Regions from separate parts of the Mus musculus genome. Here all the other regions are linked to region 1. Evidence: chromatin contacts called from public ChIA-PET and HiChIP or PLAC-seq data. All regions are on one chromosome and are shown on one strand. The core of a region is the stretch at or near the end of the contact, and the rest is flanking DNA. Distances in the headings are between cores, read along the strand shown. Region 1 overlaps Exoc2 (exocyst complex component 2). Region 2 has its middle 20 kb from the start of Uqcrfs1. Region 3 has its middle 32 kb from the start of Gm35109. Region 4 holds the start of 4930519D14Rik (RIKEN cDNA 4930519D14 gene). Region 5 holds the start of Exoc2 (exocyst complex component 2). Region 6 holds the start of Dusp22 (dual specificity phosphatase 22). Region 7 overlaps Dusp22 (dual specificity phosphatase 22).

Evidence for each region. ChIA-PET counts read pairs in DNA pulled down with a chosen protein or histone mark. HiChIP or PLAC-seq counts read pairs in DNA pulled down with a chosen protein or histone mark.
Region 2: a contact with region 1 is called in a BATF HiChIP or PLAC-seq map of CD8 T cells, with 9 read pairs. The contact joins two enhancer-like sites. A contact is called at or near these places in 3 of 15 datasets of contacts at CTCF or cohesin (CD8 T cells, large pre-B cells and pro-B cells), 2 of 484 Hi-C or Micro-C datasets (bone marrow-derived macrophages and nephron progenitors) and 4 of 115 datasets of contacts at active chromatin or transcription factors (CD8 T cells, T-cell acute lymphoblastic leukemia, effector CD8 T cells and 1 more).
Region 3: a contact with region 1 is called in a BATF HiChIP or PLAC-seq map of CD8 T cells, with 7 read pairs. The contact joins two enhancer-like sites. A contact is called at or near these places in 2 of 15 datasets of contacts at CTCF or cohesin (CD8 T cells and large pre-B cells), 2 of 484 Hi-C or Micro-C datasets (bone marrow-derived macrophages and nephron progenitors) and 5 of 115 datasets of contacts at active chromatin or transcription factors (CD8 T cells, T-cell acute lymphoblastic leukemia, effector CD8 T cells and 2 more).
Region 4: a contact with region 1 is called in a BATF HiChIP or PLAC-seq map of CD8 T cells, with 15 read pairs. The contact joins the promoter of 4930519D14Rik here to the enhancer-like site in region 1. A contact is called at or near these places in 2 of 484 Hi-C or Micro-C datasets (bone marrow-derived macrophages and muscle stem cells) and 1 of 115 datasets of contacts at active chromatin or transcription factors (CD8 T cells).
Region 5: an RNA polymerase II ChIA-PET map of memory CD8 T cells shows a contact between it and region 1, with 307 read pairs. The contact joins the promoter of Exoc2 here to the enhancer-like site in region 1. A contact is called at or near these places in 1 of 484 Hi-C or Micro-C datasets (CD8 T cells), 5 of 115 datasets of contacts at active chromatin or transcription factors (the 230-238 cell line, CD8 T cells, the SCID.adh cell line and 2 more) and 2 of 9 other capture datasets (liver and pancreatic islet).
Region 6: a contact with region 1 is called in a BATF HiChIP or PLAC-seq map of CD8 T cells, with 9 read pairs. The contact joins the promoter of Dusp22 here to the enhancer-like site in region 1. A contact is called at or near these places in 1 of 39 promoter capture datasets (macrophages), 2 of 484 Hi-C or Micro-C datasets (Th1 cells and macrophages), 3 of 115 datasets of contacts at active chromatin or transcription factors (CD8 T cells, bone marrow-derived macrophages and large pre-B cells) and 3 of 9 other capture datasets (adipose tissue, liver and macrophages).
Region 7: an RNA polymerase II ChIA-PET map of memory CD8 T cells shows a contact between it and region 1, with 368 read pairs. The contact joins two enhancer-like sites. A contact is called at or near these places in 1 of 484 Hi-C or Micro-C datasets (nephron progenitors) and 2 of 115 datasets of contacts at active chromatin or transcription factors (effector CD8 T cells and memory CD8 T cells).

The regions. Positions count from the first base shown.
Region 1 is chr13:30,812,242-30,815,171 of GRCm38.p6, forward strand. Exoc2 (exocyst complex component 2) reads right to left here. Exons shown (of 28, transcript NM_025588.2): 28 at 1,677-2,930. Among named protein-coding and RNA genes, the nearest start is that of Irf4, 64 kb to the left of the region's middle. Within about 2 kb of position 1,425, at least 51 of the 459 cell types and tissues checked have an H3K27ac peak or open chromatin away from gene starts, as enhancers often do. A contact at or near this core is called in the 230-238 cell line, CD8 T cells, Th1 cells and 2 more, where this site is marked.
Region 2 is chr13:30,563,559-30,566,488 of GRCm38.p6, forward strand. No RefSeq gene overlaps it. Among named protein-coding and RNA genes, the nearest start is that of Uqcrfs1, 20 kb to the left of the region's middle. Within about 2 kb of position 1,568, at least 14 of the 459 cell types and tissues checked have an H3K27ac peak or open chromatin away from gene starts, as enhancers often do. A contact at or near this core is called in CD8 T cells, where this site is marked.
Region 3 is chr13:30,581,883-30,584,812 of GRCm38.p6, forward strand. No RefSeq gene overlaps it. Among named protein-coding and RNA genes, the nearest start is that of Gm35109, 32 kb to the right of the region's middle. Within about 2 kb of position 1,554, at least 27 of the 459 cell types and tissues checked have an H3K27ac peak or open chromatin away from gene starts, as enhancers often do. A contact at or near this core is called in CD8 T cells, where this site is marked.
Region 4 is chr13:30,613,592-30,616,521 of GRCm38.p6, forward strand. It overlaps 4930519D14Rik (RIKEN cDNA 4930519D14 gene), which reads left to right and starts at 1,452. Exons shown (of 4, transcript NR_045975.1): 1 at 1,452-1,482; 2 at 2,171-2,365. Gm35109 (a long non-coding RNA gene) reads right to left here and starts at 1,284. Exons shown (of 4, transcript XR_001780836.2): 1 at 973-1,284; 2 at 751-847.
Region 5 is chr13:30,972,623-30,975,552 of GRCm38.p6, forward strand. Exoc2 (exocyst complex component 2) reads right to left here and starts at 1,425. Exons shown (of 28, transcript NM_025588.2): 1 at 1,374-1,425.
Region 6 is chr13:30,658,598-30,661,527 of GRCm38.p6, forward strand. It overlaps Dusp22 (dual specificity phosphatase 22), which reads left to right and starts at 1,462. Exons shown (of 7, transcript NM_001037955.4): 1 at 1,462-1,549. The coding sequence starts at 1,529. It overlaps Gm35158 (a long non-coding RNA gene), which reads right to left and starts at 1,446. Exons shown (of 3, transcript XR_382157.3): 1 at 854-1,446.
Region 7 is chr13:30,681,150-30,684,079 of GRCm38.p6, forward strand. The region is part of intron 3 of Dusp22 (dual specificity phosphatase 22); the gene reads left to right. Among named protein-coding and RNA genes, the nearest start is that of Dusp22, 23 kb to the left of the region's middle. Within about 2 kb of position 1,487, at least 32 of the 459 cell types and tissues checked have an H3K27ac peak or open chromatin away from gene starts, as enhancers often do. A contact at or near this core is called in effector CD8 T cells and memory CD8 T cells, where this site is marked.

The DNA of each region.
Region 1 (2,930 bases), core at 175-2,674:
CTCAAAAGCAACAGAAACTAAGTACAAAACTCACGGAAACTGAGCAACACACTATTGGGATAACTGAGGCAAAAAGAAATCAAGGACATTTAAGAATTCCTAGAATTGAATGAAAATAAAAATACAATATACCAAAATCTATGAGCCACAATGATGGCCAGAGGAAGGTTTAGAGCACTAAATGCCTACATTAAAACAAACAGACAGAGAGAAATAGAGAGTGAGAGAGAGAGAGAGAGAGATAGAGAGAGAGAGAGAGACAGAGACAGAGAGAGACAGAGACAGAGACAGAGAGAAGAGTTCAAATAGTCTAATGATGAACTTGAAAGCCCAGGGAAAACAAGAACAAACACTACATATAAAATAATATTAGGGAAGAGGTATCAAAAAATCAGGGCTCAAATTAATGAAATAAAAAAAATAAATATCAACACAAATAGTTAATGAAATAAAGATTTTGTTCTTTGACAAGATAAACAAGACTGACAAACTCCTAACCAAATGAACAAAACCAGAGATGTAGAAGGAGGCAATATAACAGACACCAAGGAAAGAGAAAATCAAAAGGACAGAGCTAAAAACCCATACTCTCCTAATCTTTATTTTAAAGCAGTTTAATTGAAGTAAATTATAGAACTCTTAACATAATAGTAAAGTACTCTACAGCACACATTCAAAATAGAAGTCCACACCTCTACCTAGCACTCACAGCACAAGTGTAATGTCACACGGTCCATGCATTGTCTTTAAGAACTGCATGCAATGCCTACAGAGATGGGAGTCGGGGAGCTGCAGCTGTCTGTGCCAGTGGGGCTTGTTTTGCAACCTGCAATGCCCATTCATTTCTAGAACATGGCAGTTTCATGGTACATTGATACAGAAAGTCTTAGAAAAAAAAAAGCAAATTATTTCTAGTAGTCCTTTAGTTCTAAAGGTGAGACTAATGTGTTAACTTTCATGAAGCCATGCTGACTGAGCCACACAGGCATGGCCTTGCTAGAGCCAGAAGTTGCCCTAGGAAGGAAGCCCTGGAGCACTTCTATTCTTCCTCACGTCCTCTGTGTCCTGTGTCAGATCTGCTCTGGCTCTCAACTTCCTTCTGACTCACGGTCTTGCTCTGTCTCTACTTTACCACCAATCTTACCACTCACCTCTAACTCAAGCTTTCGAAAGCCCCTTCCTCCAAGAAGCCCCCCATGACTTGTTGGAAGTTGTCTCTGAAACCCCTCATTTTGATCTGGGATTTTATGGCACCGCCCTCCATTCTCTCCACCCTAAGTGTTTCCATGTCCTGTGATGCTGGAGTTCATCAACCCTCGTGCTCATGTGCTCTCCCTGAGTTGTGGCCCCAGGGGAAGGATGACAGAAACTGTGTTGACCTGGGAGGAAGAAGTGGGTTGTGGTGAAGTTCAGCGCCAGGAAACCAGGGTTGTGAGTGCAAGCAAGGGTCTCTAGGCGCCTCCCAGCCTTAAAGGGAAACCAGGGTTGTGAGTGCAAGCATGGGTCTCTAGGTGCCTCCCAGCCTTAACGTCTCAGAAGCAACTCATCTCTCTGTTGGCCTGCCTATTTGGTGCCCTAGCACTGTCTGCAATGAAGTAGTGTCCATGGCACACTCCTACTGAAACTAACAAGACACTTGATACATGGTGTTTAACAATGAAGACACAAACACAACATAAAAGAGAGAACTCCACTATTTATTGTGGATTTTAAAATCAGGAATATAAGCAATTACAGAGCTAATAAAAATGGTGAAATAAAGATAGGGGTCTTACAGAGAAGGACAACTACTGGCTTTGTGCACTGTATTTATTAGGTGTTTAAAATAACAAATGGTTCTGTACTTCTGCTTTGGAATTTAGTTTGTTTATGTCAGATATAATAACAGCACACAGGGAGGAGACAATGCGGTACATACTTATTTTGCAACAAAGGATTACAATTTCTACTTCCAGTCACTGTGATAAATAAACATACACTCATTTACCTTAAATAATCCACAGGGTACATATGCTGTGCTCTGGAATTAGTTTTGTCAACTCTAGAAGAGGAGCCTACATTATCCACAGATCAGTCTGAAGAGTGAAGTGCAACAGAGGCTGACGGAAGGATGGAGTGAGGTGAAAGCTGCCTGCAGGTCACAATGACCTGACTCTACTGCGCAAGCCACTCACCACTGAGTCACAGCTCAGTGCCTGGTCACTTGGGGCACCTCAAATCTTTACAAAACACAGCCCATGCCAGAGCAGCCTCTTTCCAGCTATGGAGCAAGACATTTCACCGCGTGGGAAGTGGCAGAGGGGGAGGGAGTGCTGCCTTGCCGAGGAGCCTGGCTTCATCTTTAGGCTGCATTGAAGACCACAAGCCTTCCCCAGGCCTTGTGGGTGTGACAGGGCCTCCACATACAGGTCCTTGTGAACCCTCCCCACACCACTGCAGTGATCCATCAGCTTAAGGCTGAGTGAGAACCACAAGCTTCAGTGTTTAGCACTGGGAGAAATGAAAGTCAGACTATGAAATTCAGAGTTCATACGAGGACTTGTGGATCACAAATTTATCCAAATATTAACATTTTTATGTGTAGACTGTATATTTTTCTTTACAGAAACAGGGTGGGGAGCTTAGAACCACTTGTATGAAATGGTTATTTTAAAGTTTAGGACAAAGCTCTAAAAACTGTGACTTCAAATCTCTTCTCAAATGTCTCACCTGGGCTGGAAACTGCCAACAGTAGGCCTAGAAGAGGGGCACTGAGAAGGGCACACACACACACCATGGGCCGCTCTGGACCATGATGGAGAAATCCCCAGACTCACAGCATTTTGAAGAGTATGCTACACAGCCTTTCAGGACCAAAGCTAGCAATAACAAAAACTGTTTATTTGGATGTTTAAACTATGGTAGTTTAAATAGATTGAAATTAAATATCC
Region 2 (2,930 bases), core at 318-2,817, 250 kb before region 1:
CAGGAAGTCTTGTCTGTCTAAAACAGAACACTGCCAGTAGAGGTCATATCTAAAAGCAAAGATGGCAAATGTGGTCTGTCCTGCCCACCACCAATATCTATGTGTAGGGATGGCTTGGTTCTTCTTAAAAAAAATGTAAATATTAACAACAAAAAGTCTTTGGTGTAACAAAAGTGTCTGCTGGGACATTATTATGTTAGTCCATTTCTGAGGGATAATTGTGTTTGTAACCCTGAGGGGTTTGCCTGAGGCCCCCAGTCAAAGAACACTTGACTGGTTGGTGAATCCCCCTGTGTTCTACATTCTTTTGCATGCCCAGCATCAATCCGAGCATACTGCTTACCTGTGGGAAGTGGGACAAGGGGAACAAACCTGCTGCTGAGTGATTGTTTCTGTGCTACACCTAACAATGCTCTTTGTTTCTATCCACAAAGCAGTAGCAAGCTGGCTTGGTAGCTTGTACACAGAGTAAAGTCAAATATCGACCAGTCTTTAATCTTACTGTAGAAACCAATTTGAATTTATTTTGTATTTCGTTCCCCAGACTACAGAGAGAGGCAATATGGATGATGTTTGTGTAGTATATCTCTATTTCCAGTTCTACAGAGAGCCTGTGCTGGACAAACTGGTGGATGTCCCTCAGTAAAAAGACGGGGAAACCAGCGGTATCTAAGCCTAAAGCTCTTCAAACATGCAGTTTGAAGGATGAACTGGCCTTTTGCAATGAAATATCCTTTTGGTTAAAATAGCAGCCATCAAATCCATAACAATGTATTGAGTACCTGCAGAACAGGCCTCTTTATGATTGGTTTCTAAAGTTATCGCATTTAAATGGTTGGCCCTCCATGTTCCAAGTCTCAAAGTACTTGCACATATATCCGTTGCTCAACAAAACTCGGTCATCTAAGACCATGTTGTCACCCCTATGTCTGGCCATCAGTGAACACAAGTAACAGCTGTGCTTTATTGAAGATTGTTCCAGACCCTCTTGCAGGCTCCTTATGCAAGCAAACTTGTTCACTACCATAGCAGCTTTGTACATAGGTAATACAATTGTCCTCATTTTATGGCTGATTAAAGTGAAGCACAAAGAGGTAAATATGCTCCCAATCTCCCTGCTCCTGTTTGGCAATGTTGGAGTAAGAAAGAGCAGTCAAACTCCAGATCACAGCACATACTACTAGAATGTACCATCTCAAAGAGGAAAATGAATCGAAGGAGAGAAAGCCATTGTGTAGAAACTGTCGGGGTAGCCAGGGGCAGAGCTGAGATCCATGCCTAGCTAGCTTATGAACGTTACTGGGACTCCAGGACAAAACCTACATCCAATAATCACAGTGTGCCCAAAGATGCACCGTGAGATGTTCCTGTGGTCTGAAGAGCTATGTAACTCTTCCATCTTGGGTTTCTGGTAACTCTCGACAATGTCCCCTGCCCAGTAGCCAATACTAATGTCACTTTCCAGTAGCCCACAATTTCCAATGAACTAGTTGTAGAGAGCTGGTTCTTACAGCCTAAGAGGTCTCCACTAGTGCCCTCAGCCTTAAGACGTGATTCAGAGACAGAGGTTCTGAAGCAAAGGGCAGACTGCTGGGTTCTAGTCCTAGCACTGTGTGACTCAGAGTCAGTCACTTCCTTTCTAGGAACATTTTCATCAGAGGGACGATGGGAACCAGAAGCCTCTGAAATCCCCATCTCCTCACTGTGTCCCCCTAGCACACATCTGTGACTGTTTTGGAGACCCCTTCTATATCCCTGAGTGCCTACCCTGAGCCTCTCCTGGGCTTCCCAATAAGTCATACACCAGGACCTTTTTGCCCTGTGTTTTATCCTCTCAAGACCCTGTGCTGATCTGTGACTAAGAATGCTTATCTCTTTATCACAGAAGCTAAATGGTTGTCGTTTCTTAATAATTCCCTTCTCCCAGGGGAACTCATGCCTCAGCCCTTTTCTTTTCTCTTCTTTTCTCTTCTCTTCTTTTCTTTTCTTTTTCTTTCTTGTCTTGTCTTGTCTTTTTTTTTCAAAGTAGAATTTTTATTAATTCTCTGGAAGTTTCACACCATGCTCCCCAATCATATTCACTCCCCAGCCCTGTGTTTGCCTTCCCAGTTGTGACCTCTCCCCTAAAAATATTTTAAAGATAAAAAAAGAGTAAAACATCTAATGTGTGCTATCTGCATGTACTCACTGGAGCTTGGCCAAACTCTCCCTAACCTGCCCTTAAACAGAACTGAGTCCTTCCCCTGCCGCACTTCCACCAGAAGCCATCAATCGTGGAGAGCTACATCAGCATCCTTATCATACTCTTGAGGTGTTCTCTTCAGTGGCTTCTAGTCTAGGCTGTTACTTTTGGGGAGAGAGGGGGTTGTGAGGGATAAGGGGTGTCACTGAAGTTTTCCACACTCCTCCCCCTCAACTATGTGTCTGCAGTTATTGATACGACAACCAAAGTAATCTCCTTGATCTTTGCCGTCAGTGCAAGCACAGACCATGTGCCTTCACACTGTTTCTGGAGACCATACTGACTACGAGCATGGTCCCCTCCTGCAGTAGGGGCCCAGACAAGTAGAACAAGGCCCTTGAAGGCAGCCCAGACCATCGACATCAACACAGCCTCTGGTGGCAGTGCAGGCCACAGATGGGCACATGGCAGAAGAGTGTGCCTGCCAGTGGATGTGTTGATGTCTGTGGCACGTGCTACCACCAAGGGTCATGCAGATGCCCATGGTCTGTGCTGTAGTCTAAGGCCATGCTGACATCCGTGGGTTGTGCTGTCCCTGGAGCCATACAGATATGAGTGGCCTGGACTGTCACCCAAGGCCATGCTGATGTTTGGGTCCATGCTGCCACCAAGGGCCATGCCTAGGTCCAAGGCCCTGCTGCAGTCAGGGTTGGTGTTGATGTTCGAGGCCCAAGTTACCATCAAAGGC
Region 3 (2,930 bases), core at 304-2,803, 230 kb before region 1:
ACTACATAAAATAAATAACACTTTAAAAAGACAAGAGGGATTTTTTTTTTCCTTTCCGTGGTCATTTGGATCAGCTTTTCCCTGGAGCCAGACCCTTACCAATTAGGTCCAAACCGTCAAAACCATCTTCCCTTGCCTTCAGAGAGTGTCCTATCTGGTCCTCTGAGTTCTTACGAACACCTCTGAGGCAAACAGAGCCTTCCTGAGTCTTCTTGGTTCTGACAATGGGAGGTGAGGTGAAGCTCACTGATAATGCACTCTCCTAGCATGTATGAGGTTCTGGGTTCAATTCCCAGCATCCACACAAAACCCTGGTAAACAGTACTTACTGAGTGCTGCCAGCCACTGTTCTGGGGCGGAACACAGAACAAAGCACTGTGCTTGCCACTCAGGGGGAGGAGGAGCTAACTGGGTCTTCTCAATAAGCCCATGTTTTCAACTGCCTGTGTTTGAAGCAACAGAAACAGAGCTCTGCATTTTACTTCTTGAGGTGCCCCGGAAGCTCTCAGGTTAAAAAAAGCATCTGGAATAATTTATCATGAAGTGAAAAAGGAGCTTCGGGCAAGCAGCCCTCAGCCACCCATAAATGACAGTACTGTATCACTACAGCGGAAGATGAACTTATTGATCTCGCAAGGGAGTGTAATGAACCGATGCTTGCTTGGTGGACACGGCAGCAGACAAAAAACTATCTAGCCACATAGTGCATGTAGTGGGCAGGAGAAGCCACAGAGTGGGAGACAGTTTCCAGAAAAGGGAAGCTGGAGTTGCATTTTCAAGCCATGTTGCAGACAGGCCCTGTGGGTGGAGCACCCATCCTGGGAAGATGAACTTGCTTCATGCCTGGTTTACAGCTCCTGGGTGCTTTTCATGGTCATACTGTGTTCCTCAGGGCACCCCCAGAGGGAGCTGCATAGCATGCTTCCTGTTTTATAGGCACTAGTGAAGGTAACTCTGAGGGTGGTGGCCATGGCTATGATCCTATCATGCAGGAGGCAGAAGTAGGAGGGTATCAGCTCACTAGATCCCTTCCAGTCTCAGACGTGTTTCCCTTTATGTAAAAAAAACTACCTCTTTATTCTTCTTCTTTCATAATGAAGGGTCAAAGGGTTGGGGAGGTGCTCGATGGTAGATGGGTTACCCAAATATAAGAGGCCATGGATTTGATCCTCTGTACTGGGGATGGGGGCCAGGCAAGGACGTTTCTTTACCTGTTTGAGTCTTCATCTCTGGCACCCAACATTCCTTAAAAGTACAAGCATGCCAAAAGAGTGACAGACAGTTGCTAAATTGGTCATCAGAAAAGTAAGTGACGCCTTCAAGGGAAAGCCAAGTTCCAACAGGGATTCATGTGCCTGGGACTTTGTACCAGTCTTTGGCTAGTTAAATGTCACCATCTGGACAGTGGGAAACTGCTGATTGTCACTCACTGAGTGTCTCCTGTGCAGAGGGACTGTCCTTCCCACTTCCCCAGTGTCCCCCAAGCTTGTGCAGGCTCTGGTTACCTGTTCTATTTCAAAGTAGCCAGGGTGTGGGCTAGGAGTTCCCCCAGAAGGAAGAAAAGGGAAGAGCTGTGTTCTGAAGAATGACCGGAGCCTCCACATAAAGGCTTCTCTTCTCTGGGGAGCCTTCGCTCTGTTGCAGCTGTGGAAGGCACTTCACAGGTCCATATCAGCAGGCTCTATGGAGATGCTCAGAAAACTCCTTCTTTTCTGCCAGCCATTAATTCCGTCCTTGTCCTGGACTGAAGAGTGGTGTTTTCCTTTGCATTTTGAGAATAGAGCCTTGACTAGCTCTAGCTCTGTTCTGTGTGTCCCAGTTTGAACCCTGAATCAGCAGCTACTTCTCAGACTACTTCAGGTTTGGGCCTGTGTTGAGGACAGGGACCACGCTTCAGCAGAAAGGTCAGTGATGTTCCAGATGTAAGAAGGAAGGAATCTAGAGATGTGAGTGCTCAGGCCTAATGGGGGCAAGGGTGTGTCTGTGACTTTTCCATTGGTGAAGTCCTGGACCACTAGGGAGAAACTTAGGAGATCACAGGAAAAACCCACAAGGGTGCCTCTCTCTGTGGAGAGGAAATCACCAAGTTGATAATAGTGAGAGAGAGAGAGAGAGAGAGAGAGAGAGAGAGAGAGAGAGAGAGAGAGAGAGAGAGGAGGATAGTACATAAGTACATACCAGGAAACCAAGCCATAAATTATGAAAGTATCAGTTACTCCCTGAGAGCCCCTGTTTTTAACTGACTTCTGTTGGTGGGGGAAGGGAATAGATCTATGTCTCAGGACTTTGGGTAGTAATTGCACATAGCAAAGCATTTCTTTCTTAATGTATAGGAAGAGCCAAGCTCTGGCTGAAATCCCATGAAACTGAATTAATTGTCTTGTCTTTTATTCTTCACTCCTGGGGAGGTCTGATTTCTCTCAGGTATCTGTGGATCTCCCAGAAGGCGAGGCTCTCCCAGGCACTGTGACTTCCATAATAGACTCCCTGGTGTCACTCTTCTCCCTCCGGGTCTACACATGTCATTTTGTGTGAATCCCATAGCCCAAAACCTTTACCTGAAATTTGAGATGTTTTCCCATAGAGTTTAGGGCATGAGTGCTCCCTGCTTTGCCCCAGGATCAATGAGAGGGTACCTTATATGTGTCCTTTCTCTTTCCTCCTACCCATCTCTGGGTCTATGCCACCATCCTGTGCAAACTCCACCCTCCCCTCCCCCATCAGCTCCACTAACTTCCTTCCTTCTTTTTATTTTGAATATTATAATTTAAAAAATTATTGCTTAATTATGTGGATTTTAGCCTATATGCATATCTGTGTACCATGTGTGCTCCCTGGTACCTACAGAGGCCAGAAGAGGGTGTCACATCCCCTGGAAATGGAGTTACAGATGGTTGTAAGCTACTCTGTGGGTACTGGGAATATATTTT
Region 4 (2,930 bases), core at 202-2,701, 200 kb before region 1:
TTACCTGGGAATCCAGCTCTGCAGAGAGAGAGAGAGAGAGAGAGAGAGAGAGAGAGAGCGAGCCTTGGAGGGGAACAAACGGGATGGAGGTAAAGGCTATCCCTTGTTCTGCCCAAGCACCTAGAATTTGTTTTTTGGTCCAAAGCACTGCTGACCCTTTCCCTCGCCCCTTCTGTTTCTGTGACACTGGATCCTATACCATGGATGGTGCCTGGATAGAAGCAGAAATGTGGAGAGCATTCTCGGATCAGCTTGGGAGCTGGAGCTGCGTTTTTCTGACACACGGACACTTGGGAACACATTCTTCCGAGTTTCCCACTGTCAGTAAGTTGTCTTCCATTCCTTAGCCAGGGACTCATATCTTTCTTCAAAAGTGCCTCCCCCTTCCTTTCTGTGTGGCCTACCCATGTCCACAGTGAACCCAGATAGGCCCAAAAGCAACAGTTCTCACCTTAGAAACCTGGGATGAGTGAGCACCAAGATCTTCCCTTTCATAAACAAAAGTTAAAAGGAAGGAAGAAGAGTTTGGACACTTTCCTAGAACGAGTTGCTTTCCCTCCGAGTGCTCTCTCTCTTCTCTCTCAGTGTCTCTCTCACTCTCACCCCCTCCCCTCAGTAGTTGTTTCCATTTATGCCTCTTTCTCTTTCTGTCTCTCTCAGGCATGTTCTTTCTCTGTCTCTCTCTCTGTCTCTTGGTTTCTCAGTTTTTTTTTTTCCTTCCTGACATCAAAGGGCAGAAAAGAAACTTACCTTGTTTAAACTGACCAGGACCAGGACAGGGTGCCCACCCACACAGAGACAAGTGTGAAGAAGTATGGTTAGTCACTTTACAAAAAGAAACTTCTCACTGGGGAGAACAGAGAGCGAGAGGTCAAATTATTTATACATTTCATATGATAAGAGATGATCAGAGTCTATTAAGCCAGGTGGACAACCAAGGCATTGAAAGGATAACCACAAGCACAACCTCACCAAGCCAGATCTTTGCCCTGTTGGTGCATCTATACCAGGTCCTGGGAATCTGGGTTTCTGAGGAAACTGAAGGATTTTCTGGAAAGAACTGTCATAGGCATATGGAAGCTTGGTTTCTGCCTTGGAAGCCATGTGGACAGAAAGTGCAATGGTCTGGCTTTTCTGAGTCTGGAGCAGGCTTCTCTTTGAGTGTTTTTTTCTCCCTATGGCATAGACACGCCCTCTCAGGTCTGCCTTCTCACCCTCCCCTCATTTCAAGCATGTGCTCATATCCAAGAGCCAAGTTCATTTGAGACCTACTGGCTCTGAGGGGTCACAAGAAGCCTGTTGACTGCTGGTGCCATGGCAACCACTCTCACAGAGTCCAAGGCAACGGAGGCCTGCCTTCCCAGATATACCACTTCTATGTTTTTCTTTTTTGGTAATTTCCTTTGACCCTGAGTTAACTCATCCCCATTCCCATTATCGTTGGACTACAGGTCACCCAGGCTTCAGGCATAACTGTTAAAGGTAGGAAATCGTATGCCTCTGTGGCACTTCGGTGCTTCTAGAAGCTTCTAGAGGGTTATCGGCTTATGTGGCCTTTGCATTACTTTTAAGCTTCTAGCTTCAAAGTTTCACCCTCTTGGGTAACAGTTTCTTCTGATATTGAAACATTCCATCATTCAGGGAGCCTTTTTAAACAGGGAGGTAAGCAACTCAAAAATAGCTTCAGCCCTGAAACTGACCAGATTCACTAGTCTGTGTCAGCATAATAAAAAGCTGAGAGTAACTCTCAGACAGGACAAGCTGCAGAGAAGACTCTGAGACCAGACCAGTTGTCTGGAAGAGATTCAAGTCCAGAGCTACAACCCAACTTACTGAGCTCCCTGCAGACAGGGTGTGCTGTGTGATCCAGGTTCCCAGGGTTATCTATGCTACTGTGGGATTTGGTGATGCAGTTTGTATTTGTGTTTTTTTTTCTGCTCCTGTAATTAACTCCTTCAACCTTATTTCTGTGAATAACCCCCAACAAAACTCACTGGTTCACCAAGTTGGACTTGGTTGGTATTTGTTTTTGGTTTGTCATGAGTTTCCTCTCTGGGGTGAGCAGACTTGTGTGTTGCATCTCCTTGGGACAACTTTTGTCGTACAATACAGCCCTGAACTGGAGGTTTATCATAGAACAAAATACAAATACTCTTTCTTTTGTCCACAGAGCTTGATAAACACCTACCGTGGTTACCACTGCAAACATGCTGCCGAGTATTGATGTTCCCATCCATATTCCATCCTTGTTTCTAACAGGAGGACTTCAGATGGCACACTGCACACTGTCCTTGTGATGGGTGATTCGATGGTTTACCAACTTGTATCCAACATTACTTCGTGAAAGAACAGTTCTAACAATTTTGTAAGATTACCTTATAATTCCTAATTCCTTCCCTACATATGTATAACTCTTGGAATTTTTACTGAATTGATTATAATAGCCATTTTTCCTTTTTTTTTTAAAGTGTCTAGTCACGGCATTTATTCACATATTTTAAAATTAAGAATTATTTCATTTATTTTTATAGGACCTGTGATTATGTTTTTTTATTTTTATTTTATTATTTTTTTAGATTTATTTTTTTCACTTTTTATTGGGTATTTATTTCATTTACATTTCCAATGCTATCCCAAAAGTCCCCCACATGCTTCCCCACCCACTCCCCTACCTACCCACTCCTACTTCTTGGCCCTGGCGTTCCCCTGTACTGAGGCATATAAAGTTTGCACAACCAATGGGCCTCTCTTTCCACTGATGGCCAACTAGGCCATCTTCTGATTCATATGCAGCTAGAGACATGAGCTCCGGGGGGTATTGGTTAGTTCATATTGTTTTTCCACCTATAGGATTGCAGATTCCTTCAGCTCCTTGGGTACTTTCTCTAGCTCCTCCATTGGGGGCCCTGTGATCCATCCAATAGCTGGCT
Region 5 (2,930 bases), core at 175-2,674, 160 kb after region 1:
GCATATGTATATACGTATATACACACACACAAACAAAATGTTCTGTTCTTAAAGGAGAAAAATGGTTTTATTACAGAAAACAAAGACTATTCACATTTCCCTACTGGCATTCTTCAGCATGTAATCACCAAGTGATTGGGTCTTTAAATCGTGTTGTGTCCGAATTTTAATCTGAAAAACTGGTTTTTACGTTGCTGATTTGAAGTTCTAAAAGATCACCAATGGATTCGGCTTGGGAGTAAGGACAAATTTGCAACAATCTCCAAAATGTTTCTAACTGTCCTTCTACCACTGTGTACTATGTATTTGTATGTAGAACTGCTCTTCCTACCGATGATTAGAAAATTAAAATAATCAATCAGCTCTGGAAAGCCCTGAAGATGCTCAGTGTCCCGTAGTTACAAATATTAAACCAAGACTTAACTATGTATGTGAAAAGAACCGAGTTATCCAACTCTATGCTTTCATCTTTAATAAATGGTAAGTTTGATGTATACAAAAATTGTCCTAAAATAAAAAGCTTTGTGATTTACAGATAGTGAATACATAGATTGTCTACCTATTTTATAAACTTACATATAAAACCATGGAAATTCTTTATAAATTTTTGGTGGCAAAAGTTGAAGAAGCCCCATACTAGAATACAGCCTTTACAAATGTTTTGAATGTAATCTTCAAGGTATCACCTTTTGGAAGGTAATAGTTCAAAATGTCTGGTACAGTAAATTAAATAATTGAAAAAGAAAAAAAAAGGACTACTTTCTAATAACTCCAAAAATTGTTTCCAACAAACAGAGGTTCCCCTGCTTAAAAATACTGTCTACTGTGTCAAACAAAAGAGAACATGTAAGAGGCAAGCACACATCAGCGTCTTTCTGTCACCTTTCGAATCACAAATTGTTCACACTTAGATCATTCTTGTTTTGACTTTCAGTTCCTTGCCATTGGGGGAATCTGTTACCAAGCCTGGGCCATCACAAGCTAAGCTTTATAAACAAAGTTAGTAGAGAGATAACCAGTTGCCATTAGTGTTTTTAGTGTAAGGCATTCAAATGGCCGAATGGAGGTGTGGCTGAACCCGCACTTGCTGCTCCCAGAGTAGTAAAGGAAACCATTCAAGCTTCCCGTCCACGTTAGCGCGGGGGACTTAAACAGATTCCAAGCAGACCCTGCACACCAGCCGCTCCTCCGGGTCCAGCCCGGCGGCCTGCGCGGAGGCGGGTGGGGAAGGCTCGGCCCGCGGCTCCCACACTCAGCCCCGCGCCCCGGGTCCCTCACCGCGCCTCCCCAGGTCGCCCAGCCCCGACGGTCCCGTGCCACCGCGGAATTCCACTCCGGACCCGGGGCGTCCTCACCCAGGACGCGACACTCACCTGCAGCTTGCAGGCGGTGTCAGGTCCCAGCCAACCGGTTCCAGGCCGCCGCAGCCAGCACTAGGGCCGCACTTCCGCACGCCGCGAGCGCCGAGCGCGTCGATCCGCCGCCTAGCCGAGCACCGAGTGCTGGATGGACCGCCTCTTCCCAGAGGGGAAGGAATAGAAGGAGGACCAGACTATGGAGAAGGGAAGTTAGAGGATATCGACGGCATGGAAGTGGACAGAGAGGGAAGAAAGGGAAAGTGGGGAGGGAGGAGGAGAGAAGGGTGGAGAGGTGGAAAGGAGAAGAGGAATTGATGGGAAAGGGAGAAAAGAAGGAGGGAAGCAGAAAGGAGGAGAGGGAGAAAGTGGAAGGGTGGAATTCGGGGAGGAAAAAGAGGGGAGGGGTAAAGAGGATACAGTCGGTTAGAGTCACAGTAGATGTTGCCCAAGAGTCCACAGCGGTCAGGGATCAGCACCAGGTCAAGAGGCAAACCTCAGTCAAAGGACTGCATCTAGCCAGGAGTGCCCGCCTTATTAAGATTTCTCACAGGTCAGAGCTTTGGGGTCCCAAGGGTCTGAGTGGCAAATTGATTTGCAAACTCACAAGACCCCCATATTATAGAAACGACTGCTATCTACAGCCCATAAGCCCTAAGGTTTGAAGGTACCCTCCTGTGGACTCTGGAGATGGCCAGCTGAACTGAAGCAGACATATCCCTGTGGCTTCCTCTGTAGCAGGAACGAAGGACAGTGATCTTCAGCAGAGGATAATGGCAGAAGCATAGGGTCTACCTGTGGTTGTGTTGCCATGACTGTGGAGAGAAGTAGCTACGGGGTGCCCATTATCTAAGACCAATAACAGCCTAACCTTTCTAATGCTGAGACCCTTTAATACAGTTCCCCATATCGTGGTGACCCCCAACCATAAAATTATTATGTTGCTACTTCATAGCTGTAATTTTACTACTGTTATGAAGGCAATGTAAATATCTGTTTTCCGATGGTCTTAAACAACCCCTGCGTGAAGATCATTCCCCCAGGGGGGTTAAGAGCCACTGGCCTAAGCTATTTTTTTTTCAGATATCTTTCTGTGAAGCATACCTTATGCTTCATTCAGTACATACACTGAAGAGGGTGTCGTACAGGCACTATGAATTAAGAGATATTGTATGGCTTCATTTTTCTCTCCTATTTGTGAGAAGATACGTCAAAGTGTTTCCAGACCATCCATTTTGAAGATCAAGGGAACACTCTTTATTCGTGAGCAAGAGACTTGGCAGCAGAGGTCCTAAGGAAATACTGTAAGAAATCTCTGGCAGTCACGGAGCCTTTCACTGTGAAACAAAACCCTTCAGGTCTCAGTGACATGCCATTTGTCAGGTAAGGCTGCCTATCATCAAAGCCAGAATGGTGGCTCTGGAAAACTCACAGAGTTTTCCCTGGATCAAAAAAAAATAATAATAATAAATATACTATGCTAGTGAAACAGAAACACTCAGAAGAGGAAAGAGACTCTTTTGTTAACATAAAGAACACTGGTACAATTTTCTTTATTTTTCCCCTCCCTCAAGT
Region 6 (2,930 bases), core at 212-2,711, 150 kb before region 1:
AAAGACCTCTTTCAGGAAGTTATTAGCTTATGAGATAGGTCAATATTAAGCAATTAAGTATAATTTCTGATCCTAAGTGTATGAAAAAAATATGACACAGTAATGTCATAGGTACCTGGAGTATATCTTATAAACTGGATGCTTTAGTTGAGAGAAGAATCTATGGGGAGATGACCTTTGTACTAAGACCTCAAAAAAGCTATGCAAAGAATTGGGCGTTGAGATGTCAGTAACACAGGACCCTGTGTAAGATCAAGCCTAGGATGTCTAAGAAAAAACAGAGCAGCCCCTGGGGCTGATTCCAGGAAGGGGGAGGGTGATCTAAGGCCAGCAGAATTGGGCTTGAAACATGGCATTATCTTCATTCAACAAGTACTGGCATCTACTGGGTGTAGGGCGTTGTCAAGAATACAAAATGGAAATGAGAAACCTTTAGTTCAGTGGTTCTCAATCTTCCTAATGCTGTGACTCTTTAATATGGCTACTCATAACTTGGTGACCCCCAACCATAAAATTATTTTCATAACTGTAATTATTTTCATAACTGTAATTTTGCTACTGTTTTAAATAGTAATGTTAAGTATCTGTGTTTTCTGAGGGTCTTGGGTTACCCAAGTGAAAGGGATGTTCAAACCCCCAGGTCTTAGTGCCTATAAAGGAAATTAAAATTTTACCAAGGATAAGCCAGGCACGGTGGTGCACACCTTTAATCCCAGGTGCACACCTTTAATCCCAGCACTCGGGAGGCAGAGGCAGGTGGATTTCTGAGTTCGAGGCCAGCCTGGTCTACAAAGTGAGTTCCAGGACAGCCAGGGCCAGGGCTACACAGATGTCTCGGGGAAAAAAAAATTACCAAGGATGATAGATGGCCCACATGCTAGAATGCATGCACACGCTAGACAAAACCGCAGTGCAGGTACGTGGGGGCTTTCTGGGGGTAGTCATTGCAACACACTGCCCTGAAAAAGACCATTTAGAGACAGTTGGGTTCCTCTCCTCGACCAGGGTCACGTCTCTGCAGAGGTGAGTCACCTAGCCCACCTTTCCCAGAGCATGCTCCTTCTCGGTCTGAGTTGGGTGGGGCAGGGCCCACAGGAATCCCCCGCCTTGTTGGCTCAGAAAACCCAGACAGGGGAGCCCCTCTAACAGGGGAGTCAAGGCCTGAGACACTGCCCGTAACTGGCACCAGGGAGCCCCAGGGGAAACCGCCTTTAGGGACTTGGGGACCCCCCTACCGCTGCGCCTGCCTCCGTCCACCCCACCCCCCACCCGGCGCGCGTGCGCAAACTGCAGGGTTGTAGGCTGGGGCTCATGCGCGAGCACGAGCGCGTGCGCGCTGGGCGTCCGGCCGCGGGGGCGAGGGCCGCTGTCCCCGACGTCCGCACGGCCGGACAGTAATGCCGCGTCCCGGGTGGAGCGCGCAGCGAGCGCCGCCCTGGCGCCGCCTCCCGCTGCCCCGCCCGCCTGCCCGCCCGGCTGCGCGCCCGGTCTCCTCCCGCGAGCGCGGAGCGGCGAGCCCGGCGCGGCCATGGGGAGTGGGATGAGCCAGGTAACGTCCGGTCCCGGCCGCACCCTCTTTTCTGCAGCCTCCGCAGCCCTGACCCGCACAGCGTGCCCCTTTGAGAGCGGGGGACCCATGCTGGAGCTGGTCTGTCTCCCTCCCCTGAGACCGGGCCCCTTGACGTCTGCCACCCACAGCATTGGTGAACCGGGCCAGATGGGCGGCTTCTGTAATTTCCTCTTTTCCCCAGATTTGTGTGCGCGTGCACAGATAAGCCACTCTGGTGGGGGAAGTTCACGGAAACCCTAGAACTGACATGGCTTTCGGTGTCTGGAGCTGGTTGACCCTGGGTTGTGGGGCTTCCTTAGGGCAACCTGTTGGCTGGCTGTTGTGGCCGCAAGGCCTTCTAGAAACTCTTTCTTTGCCCCTGTGGTGGCCCAAACCTTCTGGGCCGGTTTTCTCACCCCTACCCCCTAGATTGAGGATGATCTGGCGGTGACAGTCCTCCGGGTTCTATTTGTGTCAGTCTCAAGGTTAAGGAACTTGCTGGTTCAAAGAGAAATCTTACTAAGGCTCTGGATGCCCAGGACTAAGACAAGTACTTCTACAAGTATTTTAAATGGTCCTGGGTTTGGTTAGCTTCTGGTGTTACCCCCCATCTTGTCTCCACTTACTTTATCCATCATGTTTATAGGTTCTAACGGTGTGGCTCGCTTTCTCCCCTTCTTTCTTCACCCTTTCACATTTGTCTCTGCTTTGTGGCGAGGGGCTCTGCAGTGGTTTAGTTACTTCCATGGGAATGATTATTGAGGCAGAGATCCAAGACCGAGGAGGGAACGAACATGTCTTTGATGGAAGCCTGCATGCTCCTTGCACAGTCTCCATGTTTTTGTGCGTTGTGACTTTTGTGTGTTGGTGACTAGGATTTTATTATTTTATTATTATTATTATATTATTATTATTATTATTATTATTTTCGCCAGTGATCAAATTTGAAACAAACTCCCTCTCATGAATATATGCTTGTATTATGTTCCCATTAGCACAGGGATCAGTCATCGCTCTGAGCTTTCTGCTTTTAAAATTAGACCGGTTGAAGATGTCCGCCTGGGGCTGACAGACTCTGCTTGCTTTCCCTTGACATTTCTAGTTGGCGCCACTGTTTACTGTCCCTTTCTGCATTTGGTTTCTAGTATTTTATATTCTAATTGAAAGAATGGGTTTAGGTATACAAGTGATTGATTGCCTAAGGGATATTCTTTTCATACTTCTCAGCGAAGGTGGCAGTATTCATATCCACATTGTGCTATTTACTTCTTATAGTAGATTCCTTGACTATTTTATTATCATAACCAGCTTGTACAGACACAGTTTCTAGTGTAGAGATGGAAAACTATACGGACAGAGAAATGTAGATGTTCAGTGGTTC
Region 7 (2,930 bases), core at 237-2,736, 130 kb before region 1:
ACTAACCAGTACCCCGGAGCTCTTGTCTCTAGCTGCATATGTATCAAAAGATGGCCTAGTCGGCCATCACTGGAAAGAGAGGCCCATTGGACTTGCAAACTTTATATGCCCCAGTACAGGGGAACGCCAGGGCCAAAAAGTGGGAGTGGGTAGGTAGGGGAGTGGGGGGAGGGTATAGGGGGACTTTTGGGATAGCACTGGAAATGTAAATGAGGAAAATACCTAATAAAAAATATAAAAAAAGAAACAGAAGCAAATCAAAGCAAATATTTATAATATGATCTCTTATACAAAATGTAAAATCATCATCATATTTCTATTACATATATAAATAGAGTCTGAAAGAATAATAACAGACCCCCAAGAATGAAGGAGTAGTTTTTTCCTTATGTTCTTTTAATCTTTAATTGTCTTGTTCCAGTAAGAACAGTGGTTCTCAACCTTCCTAATGCTATGACTCTTAATACAGTTTCTCATATTGTAGTGACCCCCCAATCATTAAATTATTTTGGTTTCTTCTTCATAGCTGTAATTTTGCTACTGTTATGAATCATAATGTAAATATCTGATGGGTAACCCGTGTGTAAGGGCTGTTTGACCCCCAAAGAAGTCTTGACCATAGGTTGAAAACCACTGCAACAAGAGTATCTCTTTGAGTGATGGCCAAGAGAGATTAGTGAGCAATATCCTTAGTGCCTGTGATAACAATGGGTATATTGCATGTGCATATTCAGGCTTAGCTTGAAAAAATTGTGTGCGTGTGTGTGTGTGTGTGTGTGTGTGTGTGTGTGTGTGTGTGTATTTATCACCGTGTGCCATGGATTCTTGTGTGATACGTGGCATCAAACATCCTTTGTGGTCTGTGGTCAGCAGATACAAAGAAAGTATATCTTCCACTTCATGTTGTCTTAATCTTCAAAGGCAGAAGCTAGCCCAGGACATGTCTACAACGACAGAGGCTTTGTTTTCAACATCAAACAGTCTGTTTCTACTGGGTTGACTGGGCATAGGAATGCATTTATGCCCTTCTTTCAGGATTCACAGATCCACCTAGTGCTGCAGCTTCAAGCACTGGGCAGTGATTCCTCTGTAGATGCCTGCTGTCTCCTCCAAACTGGCTGATTTTGTTTTTTACCAGCCTTGCACAAGCACCAAACTACCCACTGGTGGTGAATCCCAGTGTCTTGGGAAGCAAGCAACTGTTTGCCCTGGGCTTAGTTTCTAATTGATGGTTGTTTCTTACAACCTTAGCTGGGTCTCGCTTCTCTAGGAAATTTTCTAGATGTCATCTCAAAATCAGTGGTACCTACTCTGCTCAGGGGTTACAGTACCTCTTGTGTGTTAAAGCAAATTTGTTTGAAGCCAACCCCAGACTTAAATAGATATGACTCAAATAGAAATAATTACTGTAGGGATCGAAAACTGTCTAGTAATTGTTCTTTCTTGACTCAGCTTGTGTGGAGCAGCCAAGTGCAGAAGAGATTGGCTCTTATGTGCCTGCTGCTCTTCTGCCAGCATCCTGTCTGCAAATGGAGTACTAGTGTGATGAGGCTTCGTGGGGCAAGAGGAAGGCTGGAGCCCCTGATACCATGTGATTCTGAGGAAATGTGTTTCTTAAACCTCCAAAATGAAGGAATGCTATGTTTGCCTCCTGGGAGCATAGCCAGGCTTTCAGTTGTCCCTCCTCATCAGACTTCCCTGGAGTGCTCCTGCTCCCTAGCCTACCTTGGATTGCTGGATGATACAAAGAAATATCAAGGGGTTCTACATTGATACAGACACATAAATCATCCCAGTGTTGCAGAGTTGCAAATGTGTATCAGGTAGAAGGGTCCCCAAGGCACCCAGGAGAATGTGACAGCCAGGAAGACTGTACCAAAGGGTGAGAGTTTTGTTTGGTCCTGAAAAATAACAAGAGCTTGCTAGGTGGTGACAGTGAGGACAGTTGAATGTGATTCCTAGTAAAGAGCAACACATGGTAATGCGGTGCAGGGTGTGTCCTGGCCTGTTGGAAAGGCTCAGCAGACAGAGTGCAATGCATCAGAGTGGCTAGACTGGAAAGGCAGCCTCAGAAAGGAGGACCAGTTGTTTGTTAGGCTTTAGAGTCTTGTGGGAGTTAGAGACTCACCCAAGATTTGTGTACCAATCAAGTGACACAGTCAGACTGCTTTTCCAGTAGTTATCAGTGCAGAAACAGAAGGGAGGGAGGAGATACACATCTTAGAGACCCCTGGAAGCTCTGCCCTATTCCTAGTTAGAAATAAGGGTTTGACCTGGACTACTAAGGAGTGAGATCTGTTTTCTAGAAATAAAAGATCAGATTGGATCTGGGACTGTCGCACAAAATGATACAGCAATGTTAAAAATGAAAGAATGGGGAAAGATTCAAAAGCAAATTGAGCCAAAAGAAAGAGGGACCAACAGTGGTTCCCTGTTGTCTATTAGACAAACACATGATGGGTACAAAGCAAAGAGTCAGCTACTGTAATGTCAGAAGGAGTAATCCATCAAAAAGATGTAACAACCATTAACCTCTGGGCACCTCAGAAACAAGTTAAAAATAGCCATTTCTTGGGTAGAGTGGAAAGGAATTATCTCCTGTTCAGTTGTGGGGTGGGGCAAGGGAGGTGTCAGAGTACCTTACATAATAGCTTCATGGCGCAGACACTCGGACAACTGATGGATATGCACACCCGAGAGCTCTGGGTGATATGTTCCTGCTGTTTTCCAAAGCTTGTTAGAAATGCAGGTCCATTCAGTGCTCCAGAGAGAGTATAGGTTGGACAGAAATACTTGAGCATTTTCTCGGTAAAATGTGTGGCCACTTCATTGGGTCTGAATAAAACCATACGAGAAAGTGGCAAGATAGGATGGCCAGGGAGTCATGTTTGTTATATTACGGTGTTGGTGTTTGCAGCGTTGTGGAAGAT